Linked DNA regions of Sus scrofa: all the other regions are linked to region 1. Evidence: chromatin contacts called from public targeted proximity ligation data. All regions are on one chromosome and are shown on one strand. The core of a region is the stretch at or near the end of the contact, and the rest is flanking DNA. Distances in the headings are between cores, read along the strand shown. Region 1 overlaps SPIDR (DNA repair-scaffolding protein). Region 2 overlaps SPIDR (DNA repair-scaffolding protein). Region 3 overlaps SPIDR (DNA repair-scaffolding protein).

Evidence for each region.
Region 2: a targeted proximity ligation map of alveolar macrophages shows a contact between it and region 1. A contact is called at or near these places in 7 of 47 Hi-C or Micro-C datasets (liver, mesenteric adipose tissue, omental adipose tissue and 2 more) and 2 of 2 datasets of targeted methods (alveolar macrophages and skeletal muscle).
Region 3: a targeted proximity ligation map of skeletal muscle shows a contact between it and region 1. A contact is called at or near these places in 12 of 47 Hi-C or Micro-C datasets (alveolar macrophages, embryonic fibroblasts, fetal liver and 6 more) and 2 of 2 datasets of targeted methods (alveolar macrophages and skeletal muscle).

Annotation. Positions count from the first base shown.
Region 1 is chr4:79,936,234-79,940,428 of Sscrofa11.1, reverse strand. All of the region lies in intron 10 of SPIDR (DNA repair-scaffolding protein), which reads left to right. Among named protein-coding and RNA genes, the nearest start is that of CEBPD, 65 kb to the right of the region's middle.
Region 2 is chr4:80,042,166-80,046,360 of Sscrofa11.1, reverse strand. All of the region lies in intron 8 of SPIDR (DNA repair-scaffolding protein), which reads left to right. Among named protein-coding and RNA genes, the nearest start is that of SPIDR, 150 kb to the left of the region's middle.
Region 3 is chr4:80,016,022-80,020,216 of Sscrofa11.1, reverse strand. All of the region lies in intron 8 of SPIDR (DNA repair-scaffolding protein), which reads left to right. Among named protein-coding and RNA genes, the nearest start is that of CEBPD, 150 kb to the right of the region's middle.

The DNA of each region.
Region 1 (4,195 bases), core at 484-2,983:
AGTGCAGCCACTTTGGAAAAATAATCTGGCAGTTTCTCAAAAAGCTAAATATAGTGTTACCACATGATCCAGCAATTCTACTCCCAAGTATAAACCCAAGAGAATTGAAAACATATCTACATAACTGCTATACTAACGTTCATAGCAGTATCATTCATAATACTATTATAGTTATTATATGTAGTAATATAATAATAATATCACTTCAAAAAAGTAGGAACATCCCAAATGTTCATCAGCTGATGGATGCAGAAACAGGGTGTGGTATATCTATACAATAGAATATTCTTCAGCCAACTACAGAAAGTCAGGACTGGCACCTGCCTTAACATGGGCGCACCTTGAAAATGTTATGCTTAGTGAAAGGAGCCAGTCACAAAAGGCCATATTTTGCATGATTCCACTTATGTGACATATTTAGAACAGGCAAATCCATAGAGCCAGATCAGTATGTTGCCAAGTATTTGGGAGAGGAGACAAAAGGAAGGCTGCTTAACAGGTTGGGATTTCCTTTTGGGGAAATATTCTGGGACTAGGACTAGTTAGTGCTGCTGGTTGCAGAACATGTGCATGTACTTGATGCCACTGAATTGTACACATGAAGATGGTGAAATTATAAATTTTATGTTATGGTTATTTTGCCACAATAAAAGGGATGAATTTCTATAGTATGTAAATTAGGCCTCAACAAAGCTGTTATAAAAATAAAAGGCATAATAACTTGGATTATCACCAGGGAACTATGCTAAGGGAAAAAAATTAATCCCAGAGATCATATACTACTTGATTCCATTTTTATAACATTTTGAAGTGGCCGTATTTCAGAAATGGAGGACAAATTAGATGTTATGGGTGGATGGTAGGGAGGTAGGTGGTAAAAGGTGTCACAAGGGTCCTTGTGCTGGTGGGCACAGGGTCCTCCACAAGTGATGAAACTTCACAGCTCCAAACACACACAGGTGAGAGACCAGTCAAGTGAGTGAGCCCTGGCCTGGGTGGGTGGATCATAGCCATGAGGGGTCTGGCGCGAAGTCTTACTGATGCCCAGGATACTGGGAGAAGGGGCCAAGTACTTATATAAGGGTCTCTGGTGACTCTCACAGCTGCTTCCTTCAGTAGAAATTTCAACTAACAAAAATATGTGAGAGTAACTGTACCTTTGAAAATTCGTTCTGGAGGCAAACTTGTATGAATGTGTAAAATGTCCTCTTCTGACTTGTCTTGGTCCGGTCACAGTCTTATCTCTAGGAACTGAGACCACAGTCCAAGCCCAGGACACCACAATTATGTCAGCATTATTCGTGTCCTCCTTAAAGACCAAGCTGGCAGCAGTGTTTTTTGTTTGGTTGATTTCAGCAATACAGTATTTTCCAATAATGAAGAGGAAGTATGAGTGTGGAAAAGGCCTTTCTCAGGCTTTTTGCCATCCTTTAGTTAAGTCACTTTCAGCAAAGAAAGATTATTATTCCTTCCTGTTCACTGATACTAGAAAGTTTTCATGTCACACTTTTATTTTAGCAAAGAGAAATAGGATTTTTAAATGAGTAGAGACCACATTTCTGTGCAGTAGGGATCATCCTGCTAACATCTCATGTTAAGAAGATAAACAGCGGGATTAACTGTTTACTTTAGGAGTGCAGTCTGGTTGTTTTTCAGGAGGACACAGTGTCCTGCTGTATCTGGTTTCCCGTCTGCGTGCGGGCTGGAGCTGGGAAGGCCCTGCCCCCTCGGCTCTCTTCCTCTGCACTCCCCCCAACTCCCCCGCCCCGGGTCTGGTCCAAACTCCCCTCTCAGCTTCCTTCCCCTTTCTCTCTCTCTCTTGCTTTTTTTCTCACTTCATCCTCTAATTTCTTCTGTTTCTCGTCCTTAAATTGAGGCTTAGTAGGGATTATAATGTGAAGAGAAAGATCCTTGTTGATTTTCAGAGGCTGTTTCAGTTGACACTGACCTAGAATAAAACAGCGGAGCCTGATTCTGATTCCGGGAATTCTTGGTGGACTGCTCAGAACTACTTCCCTGACTCGTGTAAACATCCCACATGTCACTTCATCTGCTTCTCTCTCGGAACACAAGCATAGACACACACACACACACACACACACACACACACAGATACACACACACACATACACTGCTTCTATGTTCTTATGTATCTATCTTACTGAGTCACAGAATGAAAGGAGGGAAAAATAAATACTTTTGAAAAGTTGGGGAGGGGCATTTAAAACTTCAAAGGGGAATTAAATTATAGTCTTACTAAAACCCCATCTATGAATCAACATTTGTTTTCCTTATTCCTTGTACTTTGTTCCATTGCTTTCACAGATTAACAATGCACGCATTTCTAGAATTTTTAAAGTGATCTTTAATGATGGGACATTTGGCTGTTACGAGAAGGAAAGAAACATTCTTAAAGACAAATATTAACTCCATGATGGACTTTATCCTTCTATCATGATATGCCTGGGATTGAACTGGGAACCTCTTATCTCTCTTATTTTATGTTGCTGGCATGTGCTGTGTAGTTTCATTTGGCACCAGTTTCAGTCAGTTCTCCCAGCCTCACCCTCATGTCTCAGAAATTCATGGAGTCCAAGTGCCGTAGTCAGGCTCTGGTGGCCAGGATGGGGTGCCCTGTGGCTGGGCAGGTAGAGGACACTGGGTTTGCTAATAAGCCTTGATTGCTTTACATAGAGAGGAGCTTCACTTACAACAGAACTTCAGGAGCTGGATATTGGGGACAGCACCACCAGGCTGACCATAGGCTGGTTTCACTGAGCCCCTTCCTGCAGATCAACCCTTTTACTGAGGAGCACACTCATGATATAAGGGGTGGGCTGAAGCGTGATAGGAGAAAACCACCTTCTTGTTGATAAACTGCATTGGTAACAATGTGAATTTGCCTGGTGGGTGCAGGAAACCAGGGTTCTGAGCACATATGGGTGTGGGCACTTAGCTGGGTGTGAAGCAAAGTGAAGTTATCTGGATTGTACAGGTTGGAAAGCTGAAGCTCCCAGCAGCCAGGCCCATGTCCACCAGCAGCAGAATTCAAGCAGCCCCTCCCTGGCCAGTGCCAGCAGGCACCACTTGCTAAAAATCATGAAGGTAGGGGAAGGGATTTTATTTAGGTGAAAGTCAGTGTTTTAGGCATGAATGGAACATTGCTTTTAAATAAGTAGCATTCACTTGCCAGACTATTATTCCAAGAGATCTGAATGGCAGACTGTCTTATGTAGCGAATGCACTACTGAGGCTCTCATTCTAACCACTAGTATCCCCTCCTCCTTGGAAGACCTTTTCCTTGTGCTGTCTTAGCATTTATCTAAGTTGACTACTTCTGAAAACACAGTGACCTGCTCACGTGCGCCAGTGCTCAGTGTGTGTGGAACATCAGAGCCCGAGCCTCCCGGTCGCAGGTAGTGGAGGGTGGGTGTTACTGAGCATCTTTGGTGTCCTGCAGCCAGAGAGTGAACAGATGTGCCCAACCTGCTTCCCAGCAAGGAAGCTCAATTTCACGTGTGCTGACCCCTCACACCACTTGAAATGTCAGTTCTAATCTCCATGTGGCTTGGCTGCAGCTAAATTCTGTTTTTCAGAGCTTATTGAGGACAGTGCCAGTTGTCCTGCTGTGCTTGTCCACATGCTGCTGCCCAGTTGCCAGGGCCAGAGCACCTTCCATGTAGAAATAGAGTCATCTCACCTGACTTAGACCAAGATAACTGGCAAGGCCTCCAGAGAGTGACCCCCAGTCTGGAGAGAGACGGTCAGTGCAGAGTTTGGTGTTGGCAGAGCAGGGCAGGACCCCAGCCCTCCTCACCTGTGCTCTGTGTGACCCACAGTGAGCCCGAGCCCCACGAGTCCTGTGTGGGTCAGTTCTATCCTTACCTTTGGATTCCCCAGCTTCTCTGTTCTCTGAAATGAGACCCACAGCTGGGCTGCCCATTCCTGAGGCTGCCCTTTATTCTCCACTCCGCTCACCTCTTTAGAAATCTCAGGCCAGTAGGGACACTCCCTGTCCCACATCCATCCCCCAAGACCATGTGCTCTGTCTCTGCCCTAAAATGTGGCCCTAATGCAGGCTGGCATGCTGAATGAGGCCAGGGGGACAGCACTTGTGTGAGGGCTGGGGGGCGGGCAGGGGCCACTGGAGGGCCTGACAAGCTGGTGCCTCGCCACAGGTGTTGGCCCAGTGACT
Region 2 (4,195 bases), core at 1,056-3,555, 110 kb before region 1:
AGCTGTGGCGTGGTTGGTTAAGAATCCAACTGTAGCAGCTTGGGTCACTGCTGAGGTGCAGGTTCGATCCCTAGCCCAGCACAGTGGGTCGAAGGATCCAGCATTGTCACAGCTGCAGTGTAGGTCACAACAGTGGCTCAGATTTAGTCCCTGGCCCAGGAACTTCCATATGCTGTGGGTGTGGCCATAAAATTTTTAAAAAATGGTTAAATGGTAAAATTTGTGTTACATGTCTTTTGCCATCATAAAAACAAATGCAGAGAGTTCTCATTGTGGCGCAGTGGAAACAAATCCAGCTAGCATCCATGAAGACCCGGGACTGATTCCTGGTTTCACTCAGTGGGTCAGGGATGTGGTGTTGATGTGAGCTGTGGTGTGGGTCACAGATGCAGCTCGGATCTGGCATTGCTGTGGCTGTGGTATAGGCTGGCAGCCTTAGCTTCACTTTGACCCCTAGACTGGGAATTTCCATATGCCATGGGTGCAGCCCTAAAAAGCAAAACAAAACAAACAAAATGCAGAAGAGAGCAATTAAGAGAGCTACTCATTCTCGAGTGTTTGTTCCACTTCACAAATGAGTTACCAGACCAAAATTCATACTTTTGTAGTACACACTCTGGAAGTATGAAGGCATTATTTTCTGTAGATGTGTAGAAACAATTTAAATGGAATCTTTAGTAAAACTTAGTTTGCTATTAAAATTAAGAATAAGTAAATTTTATAGGTCAAATAATCCCTATGTTACAAGGTCCAAATCTATGAGTTCACAGCCTTCCAAAATTCCAGTGCTGTCCCAACTAATCAGTTCATTATTAAACTTCTAAATAGTACAAGAGTGATAATTGCTAATATTTACGTTAGTGTTCATAATATGCCAGGTACAGTGCTCCGTTCCTGAATCTCAGTTAACCTCACAATAGCCCTTCAGGGCTCTTGCTCTTTGTTTTCCTCATTTTCTATACCAAGAAGCCTAAGCATGAAGACTCCTCTGCAGTAACAAGAGTGCTCAGGAAGGCAACTAGCAAGACTGTATTCTGCAAAAAGGTGTGCATAATAATTACGAACAAGTACTGAATAGGGCCTATCCCTCTCACCCTACTGTCTCTCTCCGAGAAGAGACTGGGATAATGGATTGTCACTTTGCAGTGTCCAGTTGTGAGGCTCAAGAAGCTTTGATGGATGGAGTTCCATTGTGGCTCAGTGGTTAAGGATCCAAGATTGTCACTGCTGTGGCTCTGGTTACAGCTGTAGCATAGGTTCAGTCTCTGGCCCTGGAACTTCTGCATGCCATTGGCATAGCCAAAAAAAATAAGCCTTGATGGAGAGAGATCCTGACTTACACCTTAGCGCTGTGCTGTGACCAGTGACAGAGTGGCAGCCAAGGCGGGGAGAGTGTTGCTGGGTTGAGGGTCTGGTGGGACCAAAGAGAAATGTTGATTCCTTAGACTTGAGGGAACTTGGTGGAAAGTGTATTAGGCTTACACTTGTCCAGTGTTTAAGGTCCAGCACGACATTTCCAGTCTTTTTTTTTTTTTTTTTTTTTTTTTTTTTCTTGAGCCTCCTTATGTTCGTTTCTAGCCTGGCAGGTAATACTTGGCTGTGCTTTTCATATGACTGAAGATAAGTGATAATAAATAAAAAGGTCCATTATGAACCTGTTTTCATATGTATTTCTCTGTGCTATAAAAACATAATTGTATGGTTCAGAGGCTTCGTCTTCACACAGTGATTGATTAGGAAAATCATGTAAAACTCAGGTAAGAATTCTGTAGAGAACTGGGAAGTAACTGTACTGAGTAGTATAGGTATCATCCAAGGATTGAGTACAACACTGCTCTCTGAGATGACACACATGGGGTAAACTAGGTGAAGTCCTAGAGATGAGATGCGCTATGGACTTGTTTCTAAAGGAGTATGTTTTCACCCTTTCAGCGAGGTCAGAGGATACTGCATCTTTACTGTCTAGAGCAAAGTTGCTTTATTTCAGGGAAGCTAGACATCAGTAATTTTGATCCAGCCGCACAGGCAGCTACTTGCAGAAACACAAGCCCGTTTTGATCTCACTTAGAAGCCTTGTTAAGAACATTACAGTTAAAGCAATAAACTTATGGTTAAATATTAAACGTTATTGAATGAATGGAATGTTTCATATCAAATGCAACCTTCCAGTTGGCCCATGCATACTCTTTATCACAAAAGTAAAGAATGGAAAAGCAAACAAAAAAGTTCCACTGTTTAAAAATGTTCTGCTTTCTGGCCCTGGTCTTCTAAGGATAGGTTGTTAGCACAACCCTTGAGTTCCTGGCATAAAGCTCTGGCCTGTGAGCTCCTACACAGAGGAAATGTGGTAGGTGTCAGTTGCCTTGCCCTCTTAGTGCATCTTCCTTTAAGAACACTACATTCAGCACATGAATTATTTCCAATATGCAGTAATCGTACCCATTAAATTAAGTAATACCTGTGAACACAAATGATAGTTCATAATTTAGTATGAATTTATTCTTGCTTAAAAGGTGTTGGAAACAATTATGTTTTCTGTCTTCTGTCTTCAAATCATAGAAGCACAACATTCTATACCCATACATGTCCCAGCTAGAATAAAGAAATTTTTCTAACTTATTTTTTCTTCTATTATTTTTGGCATAATGGTAATCTATGAGATAAAGGCAGATGTCAGAATAAAGGTGGCCTTTGGCTGGTCCTGTTCTCCAGATGATAATGACTGTTGTGGTCACCAAGGGTCCGTACTTTTTCCCCTGTTTAAAGGCACTGTTATTTCTTACTAGAGGGGCTTTTCATACCCCCCTGGTCCACATGACAAAACTTGCACCCCTCCTCCCCCTTCTCTTTGTACGTTCCTTGCCATTTTCTTCCCAGCTCAAGGCATACGTGGTTGCTCTCTCTTGCGTGCTACATTGTGCCTTCCACATGCCTCTGTTAGAACACACTTAAGTCTCTCCTCCTATGCTGTGAGTTTCTTGGGGGCAGGGCTGGTATTGGTGGTAGAAGTGGAAATTGGCTCTTTGAGACAAGTACAACCATATGGTCTCCATGCTTTCTGAGAATATCTTGAAATTAGACAACTAGTTCATTTTTGAGGAAGTGGGAATATGTGTATTTATAGCTATGAAAGCACACAGTTTATAGGTCCTCCTAGCTCAGCTTAGATAAAACCTTACAGGGCAGGTGGTGTTCACTTAACAGTAATGCTCTCCTGCTAACTCAGTGCGAAGCAGTCAGGGACAGTACTTCCATGCAGGCATCATCCCTGGGCCTCCAAGTGTTCTCAAGTGCAACATTCCCTCTCAGCCTGGCATGATGACACTGTGGAGAGTCTCTTTGCCAATCTTTGCTGGCTAAAGAAAAATGACCAGGAGAAAAAAAATCAAACTAGCCTGATTAATGACTGCTCAGTAGAGGTTCTGTTTTCTGTTTGACCCAAATCCTAAGCATATGTATGGAGTAGGGTTTTTTTTTTTTTCTTTTTGTTTTTTGTGGGGGTTTTTGGTAATATAGGACCTCTCTTAATGCTGTTTGGAACATTCATGGATATTTTGAGAAAATTTTAAAGTAATTTTTTGAAAATGAATGTCAATTATTACCTTACTCAAAAATTTTTCTCAGTAAAAATGCCATCCCTGCCTGTTTTAGGAATGTAATCTTGAAAGAATAATCCAAAGAGTAAAATAGTAAAAATACCTAAAGGATTTTTCTAACCCCAATCACGAATCACACTCTTGGTGGTGGTTCTGAACACTGGATCACTTTCTTTTTTTTTTCTTTTCTTTTCTTTTTTTTAAATTTTATTTAAGTATAGTTGATTTACAATATCGTGTTAATTTCTGCTGTGCAGCAAAGTGACTCAGTTATATATACACATATGTTCTTTTTTTTTATTATTTTCCATCATGGTCTATCCTAGGATATTGTATGTAGTTCTCTGTGCTGTACAGTAAGACTTTGTTGTTTATCCATCCTATATATAATATTTTTTTATTACCCGATGAATTTATTACATTTATAGTTGTACAATGATCATCACAATCCAATTTTATAGGATTTCCATCCCACAACCCCAGCGCATCCCCTCACCCCCCAAACTGTCTCCTTTGGAGACCATAAGTTTTTCAAAGTCTGTGAGTCAGTATCTCTTCTGCAAAGAAATTCGTTGTGTCCTTTTTTTCAGATTCCACAT
Region 3 (4,195 bases), core at 792-3,291, 79 kb before region 1:
ACACATTGTTTTAAAAGCAACATTTAAAATATGTATATTTTTAAATTTTAAGGCAAGTTTTTCTTTCAAAATTGGAGCCTTGGTACCAGTTTTGTGTATTTTCGCCTAAATTCCATTTAATGAACTTCCTGGTATTTTATTGAAAACCTGTTGCATTTTATTTGACCTGAACTAGATCAGTAAGATGGAGGCATTGCACACAGGAGTCCTCGCTAGGATTGTGGCCACAAATGTCAGTTTTGTGACCTGAGAACTTGATTTGAGAGTGTGGAGGTTTGAAGGTTGTGCTTTAGGTAAAAGGGCCTACTGAACACATAGGCTTGGGAGGCATAACTTTAACCCATGAGCTGTTTAAACCCTTTCATGCAGCTGCCAGCCTCAGCATCAGGGTTGTTGGTTCAAGGCTGTTGTCCTTGGACTTGCGCTGACTTGTATACACGTTGGTTGGTGATGCAGATTACATTTGATCCTTAGCATAAATCACATTGCATCCAGGTTTGCCACTGTTGTCTCTTTATTCTGCCATACTGGGTAGCCTAAAGATACCTCTCAGATTTTTCTTGTGATGGCACTAACACCATAAGCAGGCTCAGTCTTCCCAATAAGAAGTACTGACTTCCTCAGGAAGATGGGAGTGTGGTGTGTTGACACCATCTATAACCTAGTTTCTTCAGTGTTACAGTTTTAGTCTTGGGTGCTGTTATGACATCTTTGTTTTCCTGCCATTGGATGAAAAGATGGCATCTTGTTCCATCCCCATGAGAAAGCACAGTGAGGGCTGGACCCAGTGTCACCCGGGGTCAGGCACATCTCACTGGTAGCAGTCTGATTCACAATCCTGAATCCCAGCAGTAAAAGTCATTTTAGTGATCATTTTGTTGGAACTGACACCCGAGTAGGGAAACCAAATGCAATAGAGGGCAATCAAGTAAATGTGAATTTCAAGTAAACTACAGGGCATATTCACATTGAAAAATTGTTTATCATTTACCTGAAATTCACATTTAACTGGCCATTCTATACTTTATCTGGTAAATCTGGCAGCTGCTCACTTGAGGCTAAATTATATAAAATATTAAAAATTCGTAGAAAATAATGTCCTTGCGGGGCTGTAGAGCATTCCCCTCCTTCTTATTTATTCCTCACCCAAACCTTGAAGTTAGGGAAGCCTTTACTTCATATTATTCCTTCTACTCTCCCCTCCCATACACCCAGATTAACAGTTTGGAAGGGCATCTGGCCCGTTTTTTCCTCTGCCTGGTCCTTATAGTCGTGTAATTTAGGTAAGGCCCAACCACTGCAGTAGGATGAGGTCCTGACCTCTCCTGACCCCTCCTGGAACAGCCGACTCAGCACTTGGGTTTGTCCCCAGCCAGCCAGAGCCACGGAAGACAGGCACATAAGCCTCCTGGAAGGTTTCAGAGGCGCTTGGGCCAAAGTATGTGGCTATTCTCCTGCCCTCAGGATCTAGGTTCCCCTATCAGGTTACTCAAGTGACCCAGAGAACAAGAGGAGAACTGACATGATGTCAGAAGGGCCTCAGAGCTTGGAAGAAAGGTGGAGGAAATAAGTAATTATTAATATCCTCTAAGACAATGACCATAGTTATCCCAGGGAGGATGAGCAGAGCTCACAGTCCTACGAAGGGTGCTGGCTGTGGGAATTCAGATGCTCTGCATAGCATTTCTAGTATCATTTGTGTAAAATTTAGTCTTTTTTGTGGACCTTTTACGGAAGTAAGCTTTCATTTCCAAAGGCCTTCATTAAAGGTGTAAAGGCCACACTGTGAATTAAGGTGACACACCCTGTTTTGAATTGGATTTCCTGCTAGTTCTGATCGCAGGCATTCTTCCCGGACTAGGGTGAATTCAGTTCCAGTGTTTGCTTGTAAAACTGAATCCAGTCATTGTATTTGCAGTTTGGCTTTCTGCCTGCTATTAAAGTACAGAGCAAACTTCAGCTAGTTACTCCCTATGGTTCTGTGTCCTCCGCAAAGAACAGGGAAAGGAAAGGGGAAAACCCAAAGGGTGACTGAGTTCATTTACATACCGTGCCAGAGGGCAGCTGTGTGCTGCCTAGTTATCACGTGACTCTGTGGAGAATCCTGATATTCCATTTACTGGAACAGGAAGCAGCCTAAAAAAAAAAAAAAAAAAAACCCAGAACACAAAAACCAGTCTCTCTTTTTATGGTTCTAGGGTTAAGGTTAGCAACTGAAATACCCACTCTACTATGTAACAAATATAGGTGAAAAAAGCAAGAAAGATCTTATGTTTTTCCCTCTTTACAAAGTTTTGTGTATAAAGAAAGGCCTTCTATAAGGGAAAGGTCACAAGGCAGGATGGTGGCACTGCTGGCTAGTCCAACCTGATTGTACCCACTGAGCCATCCTAGAGGAAGCTTCTGGTCAGCAGGCTACCATCTGGATGTGTGGGTAAGATCTGCAGGGCTCACCTCCTGGGCCTGGAGTAACAAAAAGGATGATTGGGTGTGATCATTATAACCCCAGGCACCCCATGATGACGCTTGACAAAACTCGGCCGAGTGTATATTAGAAAGGATTGTTTCTTTATTAAATGTGAGGAGTCCAGAATGGTACAGTGGCACCGGCCACCCTGGGTGCCCATAGGAACAGTGTATTTAGAGTCTTTCCCCGGAGTTAAACTCAGAAACTCCTAATTTGGGGAAAGGACAGAAAGAGGGGTGGTCTGTTCAGCTCTATCCCCAGGGTCAGCTCCTTCACCGAGGCAGCACCACGTGGAGCTAAAATAAGGGGTGTGGTGGCACCATCCTTCCCACAAGACATCGCACCCTCCGTATCTCTTGCTGCTCTGGTTTTGTTGTTTAATTCTAGTCTGGCCCATTGGACTCGAGGCAGATTATCTTTTCCTTAGACTTAGTTTTATATAAATAAATTTGAATCTTTAATTGAATAAGTATCATTAAATTTTGACTTTTTTATCAGTGAAGAGCAAAGAGCCCTGAGACTTTGCTGCTCCTTTGCTAGATGCTAAAAGAAAACTCAGAACACCTAAGACACAGATTTTTGTCACAGAGAGCCTCTGGTCCTCTTTTGTATAGAAACCCTAAAACCCAGCAAACTCACCCAGCAGCAGAATGTGATGAACAGCAATAACAAAAAACATTCCTGCTTGTATGTTTTATGGAGATGGACATTAAACTAGACCTGTGGAACAAAGAAATGGTTGAAAGCTTACCAAAGCTACTAGAGAGTGCTGCAGGGATGGTTCATCAAATGCCCAGGAAGGATAACAAGATGAGTTTAAAAGCCCAGAAGCAGAACCAGGAGTTCTGACTTTCTTTTTTTTTTTTTTTTTGTCTTTTTGCCTTTTGGGGGGCTGCTCCTGCAGTATATGGAGGTTCCCAGGCTAGGGGTCTAATCGGAGCTGTAGCGCCGGCCCACGCCAGAGCCACAGCAACTCGGGATCCCAGCCGCATCTGTGACCTACACCACAGCTTATGGCAACACTGGATCCTTAACCCACTGAGCAAGGGCAGGGATCGAACCCATAACCTCATGCTTTCTAGTCGGATTCGTTAACCACTGAGCCATGATGGGAACTCCCGGGAGTTCTGACTTTGTTTCTGGTCTGACATACAGGGAGCTTGGAAGTTATTACTTCTATTTCCACAACATGAAAAAAGCTTAACAAACAAAATCAACAGCTCTTTAGAGCCATAGCAGACTGAAATCACAGGGCTGCCCCCTCAATTAGAGAAACAGACAAGAGGATGTGGAGACTCATAGAAGTGCAGGAGCAGAAACATCCACTGGATCCTGTACCGGGGTGGAGAAACCTTAACTGTAATAGACAAATTGCTGAGACTCAGGGTGGACAAGATTGAGAATTAAAAACTCCAGGGGCCACTGTCTTGGGGGATTGGGATGCAAGTTTCTGAGATTTACCTCCAGGAACCCTACATGTTCTCACAGGGAAGGTCAGAAAATTCCCCTCACGTCTCCAGCATGGAGAGGGAACACGAATTGTTTTGAAACACAGCTGGGCCCTCTGTACTTCTGAACAAGACCTGCCCTCAGGAAACTATTTAACCAGAGTCTCATCTGCTGGGGTCTTATCTGAGCCCAGCAAACCTGGAGGGAGGAAGATACCCAACTCCATATTCTTCCAGTCTTCCTGTCTCATCAAAGGTGGGGCAGGGAAGCTGAGAAGCT